Regions from separate parts of the Ovis aries genome. Here region 1 is linked to region 2. The links are chromatin contacts, called in public Hi-C maps. All regions are on one chromosome and are shown on one strand. Each heading gives the region's core, a stretch centred on a gene start, on an enhancer-like site or on the middle of the called end of the contact. The rest is flanking DNA. Distances are from core to core; before and after follow the strand shown.

The links. Hi-C and Micro-C count contacts between places; a contact is called where the count stands out from the background.
Region 1: a Hi-C map of liver shows a contact between it and region 2, with 2.0 times the contacts expected there. The contact joins two enhancer-like sites. A contact is called at or near these places in 8 of 16 Hi-C or Micro-C datasets (hypothalamus, liver, mixed tissues and 4 more).

Annotation. Positions count from the first base shown.
Region 1 is chr19:51,838,537-51,844,753 of ARS-UI_Ramb_v3.0, reverse strand. All of the region lies in intron 2 of MAP4 (microtubule associated protein 4), which reads right to left. Among named protein-coding and RNA genes, the nearest start is that of TRNAW-CCA, 32 kb to the right of the region's middle. Within about 2 kb of position 4,168, at least 10 of the 54 cell types and tissues checked have an H3K27ac peak or open chromatin away from gene starts, as enhancers often do. A contact at or near this core is called in liver, where this site is marked.
Region 2 is chr19:51,724,827-51,730,367 of ARS-UI_Ramb_v3.0, reverse strand. No RefSeq gene overlaps it. Among named protein-coding and RNA genes, the nearest start is that of CDC25A, 29 kb to the right of the region's middle. Within about 2 kb of position 3,152, at least 24 of the 54 cell types and tissues checked have an H3K27ac peak or open chromatin away from gene starts, as enhancers often do. A contact at or near this core is called in liver, where this site is marked.

The DNA.
Region 1 (6,217 bases), core at 2,919-5,418, 110 kb before region 2:
TCCCTGGTGACCCAGTGGTTTAGAATCTACATTCTAATGCAGAGGATGCAGGTTTGTTCCCCGGTCAGCAACTAAGAACCGATGCAACCAAAAATAAAACAACTGCCACATAAAAAGTCTAAGGTCCCATCTCTGCTTCTTTACATGATGATTACCTGGAGGTCACCTGCAGTACTTCTGGAAGCAGTGGGCTTTTAAAAAAAAACAACAGCTATTCTAATAGACCATGTGGGCTTCCTACGTGGCTCAAGGGTAAAGTATCCACCTGACAAACCAAAGATGCAGGTTCAATCCCTGGGTCAGGAAGATCCCCTGGAGAAGGAAATGGCATCCCCCTCCAGTATACTTGCCTGGGAAATTACATGGACAGAGGAGCCTGGCGAGCTACCGTACATAGGGTAACAAAGAGTCGGACGCGACTTAGTGACTAAACAAAAACAACAATATACTTGTGTCTCATTTCCTAATAACTTAGGATACTGAGCATCCTTTCATATGTTTGCCGGTCTTTCATTTTCTTTGATGAACTGATTTTTTTCTTTGATGTTCAGATTTGGGGGACTATTTTTTTTAATTGGGCTGTATATTTTCTTATTATTGAGTTTTGAAGATTCTTTATTTTTCTGAATACAAACCCTGATCAGGTGAGTTTTGCAAATATTTTCTCCAATTAAAGTATTTTTCCAAAAATATATACCCAAAAAACATGTCTTCATTTTCTTAACTGTGTCTGTTGAACAGCAAAAGCTTTCCATTTTGATAAAGTCTAATTTACCATTTTTCCTTCATGTTTCCATGCTTTTGGTGGGGTATCTAAAATATTTCTCCCTAACTCAAGGTCACAGGATTTTCTCCGATGTTTTCGTCTAGAAGTTTTATGGTTTTCATTTAGGTTTCACACTGAGCCCTTTTTTATGTGTTGTTACAATATGGGTCTAGGTTCATATTTTTGTACATTGATATCTAATTGTTCCTTTATTTCACTGATTCCTTTGCACCTTTGTTGAAAAGGTGCAACTGACCATATTACATGTAGGTCTGTTTCTGGACTCTCCTGTTCCACTTATCGATAAACTTACCCATCTGCCAGTACCACAATACAATTAAAATACAATTGATAATTTTATTTTATAAAATCTTAAAATGACATCATGTGCGTCCTCCAAATTAGGTCTTTTCCAAAATTGTGTTGTTATATTTTAATGTTTATGCTTTTCCATATAAATTTGAGAGACAGTTGTTGATTTATAAAAAAAAGAATTCTGATGGGATACTGACTGCTCTTACTATATAGATCAATTTGAGGACATATAACCTTTCTGAAAGGCTCTGACTATATCTAACATTCAGCAACCTGCCTAGCTCTGCAGTTAGCCTGCCAACCCAAGAAGCTCCTGCAAATTCTCTTAACCTCACAGATTTTTCATAAGACAAGTAGAAGTCTAGAACACATGCTACTAAAATATGAAATGCAAGAGTTTACTGTGGAAGACAACAAACTACAATGTCCAAATTTCTGGGTTGCACAAACCCAATGCACACAAAAAATCTTTCATATAAACTCACTGAAAAGATCATGGAAAAAGCAAGAGAGTTCCAGAAAACATCGATTTCTGCTTTATTGACTATGCCAAAGCCTTTGACTGTGTGGATCACAATAAACTGTGGAAAATTCTTCAAGAGATGGGAATACCAGACCACCTGATCTGCCTCTTGAGAAATCTGTATGCAGGTCAGGAAGCAACAGTTAGAACTGGACATGGAACAACAGACTGGTTCCAAATAGGAAAAGGAGTATGTCAAGGCTATATATTGTCACCCTGCTTATTTAACTTTTATGCAGAGTACATCATGAGAAACACTGGACTGGAAGAAACACAAGCTGGAATCAAGATTGCCGGGAGAAATATCAATACCCTCTGATATGCAGATGACATCACCCTTCTGGCAGAAAGTGAAGAGAAGCTAAAAAGCCTCTTGATGAAAGTGAAAGAGGAGAACGAAAAAGTTGGCTTAATGCTCAACATTCAGAAAACGAAGATCATGGCATCCGGTCCCATCACTTCATCGGAAATAGATGGAGAAACAGTGGAAACAAGTGTCAGACTTTAGTTTTGGGGGCTCCAAAATCACTGCAGATGGTGACTGCAGCCATGAAATTAAAAGACACTTACTCCTTAGAAGAAAAGTTATGACCAACCTAGATAGGATATTCAAAAGCAGAGACATTACTTTGCCGACTAAGGTCCGTCTAGTCAAGGCTATGGTTTTTCCAGTAGTCATGTATGGATGTGAGAGTTGGACTGTGAAGAAAGCTGAGCACCGAAGAATTGATGCTTTTGAACTGTGGTGTTGGAGAAGACTCTTGAGAGTCCCTTGGACTGCAAGGAGATCCAACCAGTCCATTCTGAAGGAGATCAACACTGGGATTTCTTTGGAAGGAATGATGCTAAAGCTGAAACTCCAGTACTTTGGCCACCTCATGCAAAGAGTTGACTCACTGGAAAAGACTCTGATGCTGGGAGGGATGGGGGGCAGGAGGAGAAGGGGACGACCGAGGATGAGATGGCTGGATGGCATCACTAACTCGATGGACGTGAGTCTGAGTGAACTCCAGCAGATGGTGATGAACAGGGAGGCCTGGCGTGCTGCGATTCATGGGGTCGCAAAGAGTCGGACACGACTGAGCGACTGAACTGAACTGAAATCTCAGGTAACAGAGGAACAACTAGAGAAAAACCTAAAAGAATAAGGCAGACTAAAAAGAAAATATCAATTAACTGGAACAAGAGGAGGAAAATAAAAGGAACAAAAGATAACAGACTCTTCTTAAATACCCAGCATGCATCATGCACCATGCTAGGGTTTCACATATTGTGTTTTACTTATCAAGAGAGAGAACAAACATGAGCTAGAACATATTTCACATAAATAAATCCACACTCATACAGTAAGCTTATAAAATGTATTCTTCCTAGCTCAAGAAAGAATGCCTATTTTCCAAAATCCACCTCAGTTTAAAACACAAATTGCAAAAAGAAAATAAAATGTAGACTACAGGAAAATGCATATTACAAAATGATATCATCTTTGGCTGTAAGCATGATGAAATCTTTTTTAAATTTGATAATAGCCCATGATGGCAAAGGTGTAAGAAAAAGGGTAAGCTCATACACCGCTGGAGAAATATAAATTGAAACAAACTTTTAACAGTTTACCAAATTTTGAAATACCAGTGTAACAATTCATTTTAGGTAGGTAGTTCATGAAAAAGATATAAAAGTACACAAAATTGAACGTAACTGTTATTGTGGCATTGTTTTAAAAGTAACAAATGCCTACCAGGAGATTCACTAAGCTGTGAAATAAGATGCAGCTATTAAAAGAAATGAGGTAGCTAATATGGGAAAATTTCAGGATGCCAAATGTTGTTAAAGAAAAAAGCACATATATTAAAATATAATCAGGGACTTCCTTGGTGGTTCAGTGGTTAAGAATCTACCTTGTAATGCAGGTGACAGAGGTTCAATCCCTGGCTGGGGAACTGGATCCCACATGCCTGCGTGCTGCAATGAAAGATCCCATATGATGCAACCAAGATCTCACACACTGCAACTAAGACCCAATGCAGCCAAATGAATAAATATATATATATATATGAAATCATGTTACTTTTTAAAAAAGAAAGGCATAAAGTAAAAGCAAGTATGACATAATAACACTATGAAAAACACACATAAATAATCAGGAAAAATATGGAAAAACATATACCAAACATCACTGCTAACTGCTAAGGAATGAAGTGCAGGAAAACAGAGACAGGGGATTAAAAGGAAGACCTTCACAGATATAAACTACTGTTTTAATTGAGCACCTTAAAGAGTGGACAGATACCAGACTGAAGCACACAGGCCAGCTTCAACATGCTATCACAAGCAGTCAGAAGTAGCAGGAAAGATTGATTTTTTTAAAAGGCAATAAAAGATCTAGAAATCAAGAAGGGTACCCCCTAGCAGACCAGAAATTACAAGAAATATCCAAGTAAATGAAGCAAACAGACCACCCTGAGAAGAAACCCCCGCCCAAAGAAGGCACAGGAAGGAAAACAGCACTCCTTGGAGGTAACTCTAGCCTTGGAGACAGCCGCAGCGGTGGGACTTCAGGAAAAGCTGCCACGCCAGTCCCGACTTCCCCCATGCTCTCCCTCCCTCACCCACAACAGTCAGCTCTATGCCAAACCCCAGCGGGAAGACACTGAATGCTTTGGCACAGGAGGAAGCCTGCTCACCAGGTGGATGGTGAGACCCGGGGGCGCTGTGGGGGAGCCCCACGCTGCACCGGCAGCACCACCACACCCGCCAGAGGCAGGTGGCAGCAAACAGCCGAGTGTCACAGGGAACCTCAAGACCGAGCAACTCAGGAAAGCCACTACCAAAAAAAGACATCACAGCCAAAGAGAGCAAACGGTCACCCAGGGAAACAAGGCGGACACAACTAGACTCTTAAAAAGGAGTATGTTATTTTCCTCTTAAGGATGAAAGAAAATATCACACATCCATGAAACAAAAGCAAGCCCCTAAACAAAGTGATTATCTAATGATTAACAAATCCTTTCCAGGTTAGGGAGTTTCCAATTATTTGATTTTCCAAAATTGAAAGAGGTCATAATGAGGTTGTTGTCTGATAGGACATTAAAAATAAATTTTAATACTGAGTTATGGAATTCTTAGCATAGAACTCAAAGAACTGAATATATTGCTATAATAAAGCTTCCATTCTCACATAGGAAGCTGTGTGAATAGAGCTTTTTGGCTGTTATTATCTATGAAAACAACAGGAATAAATATTGTTAAGTCCTTTCCATAGTAGCCAAAAAAATGGTTACTCACAGATTTAGAATCTAATCAAGGAAAAATAATACAGCAAATAATCTCACTAGAAAAATACTTCCAGGGAATACCCTGGCAGTCCAGTAAATAAGACTCTGTGCTTCCACAGCAGAGGACCCAGGGTCAACCCCGGTTAGAGAACTAAGATCCCACAAGCCGAGGAGCAAAAAAAAATAATAATAAAAATAAATCCAATCAGATTCAACTATTATGGTTGGTAATAATTTGTCAAAAATTGTGACAAAGGTCACAACTGGGTACTACTAGTAATTGTGATGATACATCTCTTCTGGACCAAGTTATACTTAGGATCCTTTGGTTATAGGAACTTTTTACATCAAAATTTAAGTTTACATACTTGTTACAGAAATATGATAATTTACCCCAGAAAAAAACCTTTCAAGTTTAAAAATTTATTCCATTAGGATAAAAGTCTATGACAAATGGAATAGAAATGAGGGTTCAAGGGATCAAAAGAAAGATTTACATTTCCAATGATAAAGAACAGCTTGCTCATGCATTTTTTAAGTAAATGATAATAGGAATCAAAATGCTATATTATTTAGAAGCATTTGGATACATTTAAAGGACTGATATAACTATTATTTTATGTGGTAAAAGTGAAACATCCTGAAAATTACATACTTTCCAACAATGTAAACTTCTGCTTAAAAAATTTAGATGTCAACTTAAAAATGTACAAAGAGTACAAAATTTTTGAGAATTCCCACATGGCTATGTGACTAAAAAGTTTCAAGATTGCTACTGTAGACAAATGCAGAGTTACAAAGAATGGTTTATACATTCTAGCAGAAAAATTTCCAAGTGGCAAAGTAAACAGAGATTGAACCCATTTGTTTAAAACTTACAAATTTCTGTTTGTAATTTACATAGTAAATAATCCTAAAAGATCTACTTCTTCTTAAAAAATAAATAGATAAGTCAGAGTTAGGGGAGATTTTCACTTATTTGAATTTCAATTTTTTAAACAAAATGTTTACTGTAGACTAGTTTTTTTAATTTACAGAAAAATTGTGATGCTAGGACAGAGATTCCCATATACCTACACTCAGTTTTCCCTATAAGAAAAGATGGCCAAAAGAAGCTGGGTTGTTTCCAAAGCAAAGGCAGATTGATATCTGATGATAAAGTCATATAATGTTTGCCCGAACATTCCTGTCTACACCACACTCTGAAATGTCTACTCTAAACCACTTCTATTCTCTTCAAAACTATAGCCCTTTCCACCTCCATTTCTCAGCATTATGACCTCACCTCTTTCAAAGAAAATAGGAAGCCGAGCCAGAAGAGATTTCCTGCCCCTTCGA
Region 2 (5,541 bases), core at 1,903-4,402:
CGAAGGATCGAATCTGGGCCCCCTGCACTGGAAGAACGGAGTCTTAAACACTGGACCACCAGGCAAGTCCCAAGATGTCTTAAAAAAAAAACCTGCTAAAACTAGACTGAGGAGGATGGCTTTGCTTTGGCAGCCAGTGCAAAGCCTTTGTTTTTTTCTAACCTGAAGCCATGGGTGTTTGTTATGAATATAAGCATCAAATGACTATTGGATCCCAAGATTCATTGCTTTTGGTTTCAATATAAAAATCACTTTTTTTGGTTTGTATTTGAAAAATACCAAAGATTGCAATAATGTGTAACACACCACTTACAAGAATTATATTGAAAGAAGATGTCAGAACTACCTTCATTAACCTAACCAGACTTCTCTCTGAAAATAACGCTCCTAACAGTCTCCAGGGAACAGGATGGCGCAGATTCTGAGTGGAAGTCTTGTGAGGCTGTGGGGCACTCTCAGAGTCTGTCTGTCTGCTATGCATCCATGGTCCCTGGTCTCCGGAGCACACAGCCTAGAGGGGGCGTGTGAGACAGCAGTGCCCACCTACCCTGTTCCCAAACTCACATCTGTGTATTGACCACTGTGCTTGGTCCCCAGGTCCTGCGGCATCACTGACCTCCTGGGATTCTTTCCCATGCTTTTGAAGCGTATCCTTTGGAAGTTCATCTAGTTTGGTTTTCTTGGTGGGGAACTCGCTGTTCTTGTTTATCTGTAATTCTCTTCCTTTCACTCTCATTCTTGCAAGGCGGTTTCTCCAGTTACACATTCTAACTTGACCATCTACCGTTTGTAGACAGCCTCCTCTGGTCTCAAGTCTCCCATTGTTGCTGGTGAACAGCTGTTAAATTGTCCCTGTGTTAAATGCTCTGGCTTTCAATCCAGAATGAGCCCAAGATCCTCCATCGTTGGTATTCTGCCCACATTATGTGCCCAGCTGTGGCTTTCTTCTCATTTACTCTGTTTAGGATTCATGGGTTTTCTTGATTTTGTGGATTCAAGTTTTTCATCAGGCACTCTTCCTTTAAAAAGTAACTTTCTTCCATTTTCTCTGTTCTTTCCTTTGGGGACTCAAATTTGCTGTAGTGAGACCTTTTCATTATATTCTGTTTCTTCTCTCTTTCTACCTCTTTCCTACTCTCCTCATCAGTATAAGCACGATAACCATCTGTCTTACTGTTACATTCTAAAGAATTTTCTGGAATATTTCTCCAGTGCATTGTCTCTTCAGCTGGGTCTAATCTGTAATTTAACTCATCAATTGAGTTTTAAATTTCAATAATTATATTGTTCATTTTTACAAGGCTAAATGAATTCTCTGGAAAAGAGGGGCATTCCTCAGGGATGTCAGCAGAGGTGAGAACAGGGTCACAAGAAAGGGAGAGGAGTCCTGGGTCAGAGGGGTGGGGGTGCTGTCCAAGCCCATTCTTTATTAGATAAGACCTGCTGCCAATTTCATGGATGCCTAGTGTGTGAGAGCATCCAGGGGTGCCAGGCGGGAGGGGACCAGGAAGACCCAGCCTAGGGTGTGTGGATTTGAACCTCCCCATTTTTAACCCAAGGTCTCAAAAGACTTCGCGATTCTGGTCCATTGGACTGTCAAGTTAATGCAGGTAATCTTGGAAACAGTGGTAACAAGACAGAACTGGAACAAGCTTCTGGCTCTTATGGGCTTCCCTTGTGGCTCAGCTGGTAAAGAATCCGCCTGCAATGTGGAAGACCTGGCTTCGACCCCTGGGTTGGGAAGATCCCCTGGAGAAGGGAAAGAAAGGCTACCCGCTCCAGTATTCTGGCCTGGAAAATTCCATGGACTGTACAGTCCATGGGGGTCACAAAGAGTCAGACACGACTGAGTGACTTTCACTTTGGCTAATTATAGACCACTGCAAAGTGTGACCCTCTTGGCTTGGCTTTTGTTGAATTTGAAGATCCTGGAGGTGCAGATGATGCTGTCTGAGAGCTAGACAGAACACTGTGGCTGCCAAGGAAGAGCGGAGCTCTCAAATGGTGAAAAGAGAAGCAGAAATCATGGCCCACCTCCTTCTTGGGGTTGTTGCCCTCCAGATGATTACGGGAGGAGTCCTTCATCTCCATGCACATCTCCAAGATGGAGATGCTTCTTCTGCAGCCAGAGCAGGTCCCTTTCTAGAGACAGAAGAGAGAGATCACTGTCTCAGGAGAGAAATCACAAGCTGTCTGGTTCTTTCTAGATCTTTCTAGACCTAGCAGGTCTAGGTCAAATGAAAGGAAATAGACCTCTGAAGTCCAGAAAGGCACACAGCTAGTTAGGGGCAGAGCCAGGATTGAAACATAGATCTTCTTATTTCTTGGTTAGGGCCTAGCATTTGGTCAGGACCACCCAAGAGGGAAGGGATTAGATACTGAAGACTGAGATGGATTCTGGTCCGTGTCATCCAAAATAAACTACAATGAAGTATAGAGAGACCTAACAAAGATCAGTTGTTCTTCCATGACTACTTTGACGTATTTATTGAAAAAGTATACACTGATAACCCACCTGAATCCTCTTTTTGTTTCCCCTTTTGGTGTCCCTGCTTTGTGGTACACGAAGCATACTTTCAAACTAGGCTACTAGGAATTGCAGGCTGAAAAGGGAGCCACAGCTTTGCCTGCACTGGAGCAGAGAGGACGGTCTTGAATGCAGCTGGAAGCCAGGGAGCGGTGGGGGGCTCCTGGAGACCCGCAGCTCCTCCCAGTCGCTGATTCCGGGAAGAGCGGCTGGAAGGCAGATGCTTGAGGAGGTTAACTTTGGGGCACCGTCGCCACCTGGTGGCGTAGCCTGGTTATTGCCGCGATCGCGCCTACAAGCCCAGAGAAAGGAGAGAACAAAGGAAATGTGGGCGGAGGCGCCAGGCTGGGGGATTTGACTTTGCCGCAAGAATTGCTGAACCCCCTTGTCCATCCCTGGAAGGTGCTAGCCTCCGAAGAGCTGATCTCTTGGTTCTCAGAGTGTGCAAACAGGGAGCCCTGGGCCTTACACGACTTCCAGGCGTCATCACATGGAAATTAGAAAGACCACAGTCTTGAGGTCTTAGAATCACCAAGGTAATCCCCACCCCCCATCCCTGCCGCTAGGTCACTGCCCGAGATCACCCAGCTCCAGTAGCTGTTCCCGCCTCCGCCTCCGCCCCCGCCCAATGTGGGCAGCCTTTGTTCACCAAAGTCTCAGCGACATTCCGGCCCCAGGCGGCGGAGTTTACATCTCTGTGGCCCTCCCTTGGGGGCACTGGGCCTTCGGACCCACGCCCTCTCCCCCCCTCTCCCCGCTGGAGCTGACCTCCCTCCCGCCTCCTGCTCCCCTTCTCTCGGGTCTCCGCCGCCACAGAGACCTCTGTCCTACACCAGTCCTTTCAACTGCCGTTTGCACATCTGGGACAAGTTGCTGTCCCCAGTGTGGATACTTCTCCGGGGCAATCCCCTCGCGTTCACCCCCTGACCACCCAGAATCTGTACAGTCCACTGTCTTAACCCGCCCTGTCCACGTAGGCGGTGCTCAGCACTGCTGTTTCCTCGTACATTTTCTTTCGAAATAACATCATACTTCGAGAAAAGTCGCAAAAATAGTACAAAGAAGTCCCTTACCCGCTTTGGTGGTGATTAAGTCTCTAAGTCATGTCCGACTCTTGGGACCCCATGGACTGTAGCCCATCAGGCTCCTCTGTCCTTGGGATTTTCCAGGCAAGAATGCTGAAATGTGTTGACATTTCCTTCGCCAGGGGATATTCCGGACCCAGGAATCGAACCCGGGTCTCCTGCATTGCAGGCGGATTCCTGCATTGCAGGCAGATTCTTTACCGACTGTGGAGGTACCACTGAGCTGCAGGAGAAGCCCTACCCTCCTTACTGAGAGTTATTTATTTTTAACATTTGCCCCATTTGCTTTCTTATCCTTTGTTTCCATCACACACACACACACACACTCTTAGTTAGAGTTTATTAAACCATCTGGAAGTAGGTTACATCATAGTCCTTAACCTTCAGTGTCATTTCCTAAAAATAAGGATATCCTTATATAATTATAAAATTCAGAAAATGTAACATTGAGACAATATTTTAACCTAATTAATACTGTGTATTTCAGCTTGGATAATTGTCCCCAAAATGTCCTGTCTAGCACTTTTTGTTTCTGTTTTGTCCCAGACTCAATTCAGGTTCACATATTTCATTTACTTGTCATGTCTCGAGTCTCCTTAATCTGAAAAGTTAGCCTCTATTGTGTGTGACACTGATATTTATGAGGGATACAGGTCAGTAATTTTATAAAGTTCCTCAGTGCACATACTTCCTTTCCTCCTGTATTTTTTGCTCTAAGTGCCAAAGGTCTTCCCAGTGACCTTTGTGAAAGGCACTCAGTCGGTCTCTTACCCCATGGAATAGTCCATGGAATTCTCCAGGTCAGAATACTGGAGTGGGTAGCTGTTTCCTTCTCCAGGGGATCTTCCTGACCCAGGAATTGAACCGGGGTCTCTTGCATTGCAGGCGGATTCTTTACCAGCTGAGCCACCAGGGAGGCCCAAGGTGATGCTAGTGGTAAAGAACCCACCTGCCAGAGCAGGCAGACCTGAGACACGGGTTTGATCCCTGGGTTGGGAAGGCCCCCTGGAGGAGGGCGTGGCAACCCACTCCAGGATTCTTGCCTGGGAAATCCCATGGACAGAGGAGCCTGGCGGGCTACAGTGCATAGGGTTGCGGAGTCGCACACATGCCAAGGGTCTACCCAGTTCCTCAGTTTAGGAGTGAGGGCCCCCCCTCCCCCGCCAGCCTCACCAGATCCTCACGCCTACTGCCCTTCTCTCCAGTGCCCTTATCTCTCCTCACCAGCCAGCCAGCCTCTGCTCTGCCCTCAGCGACTGGACTGCTTCTCACAAGCTGGTTGTTTAAAGTGTTGTCCTGCAGCATCAGGAGCGCTTGTTAGAAATGCAGACTTTAGGCCCCAGCCCTACGGAGTCAGAATCCTTTTAACCTGTTCCTCTTGCGTTTCTTTGAGAAGTCCTGCTCTGACATCCCTGAAGCAGAGCCCCCAGCTCCACATTGAAGGAATGTCCCTCTTCACTGCCCCTGACCCCTAGACCTCGTTCTTGCCTCCCTACGTTCAATGAATGCATGCTGTCACCTTTGTGGCATTTAGTTATTCCTGGGATGCCCTCTCCTGAGACTTCAAGATGAGGCTTAAAGGTCACCTCTTGTATGCTTCCTATCACTCCTCTTGGGTGCCATTTCCTCTGAACCTGTCTTTTATTGTAGCTTCTGTTATACCCAAGTGTTACTCCCAAAGGCTCCTGATCTTTAAGTGACTATTCCATTCATTAGTCAGTGAGCTTTCTGAAGGCGAACCTGCATCGTATCCACCTCCTTATCTCCAGGGCCTGGCACAATTCGAATGTCTGTTGAATGAGCACATAATAGAAACAGCTCTTTGTGGGTTTCCCTGGTGGCCCAGTGGCTTAGAATCCGCTTTGACAATGCAGGGCACGCGGGTTTGATCCCGGGCCCAGGAAGACCCCACGTTTCTAGGTAACTAAG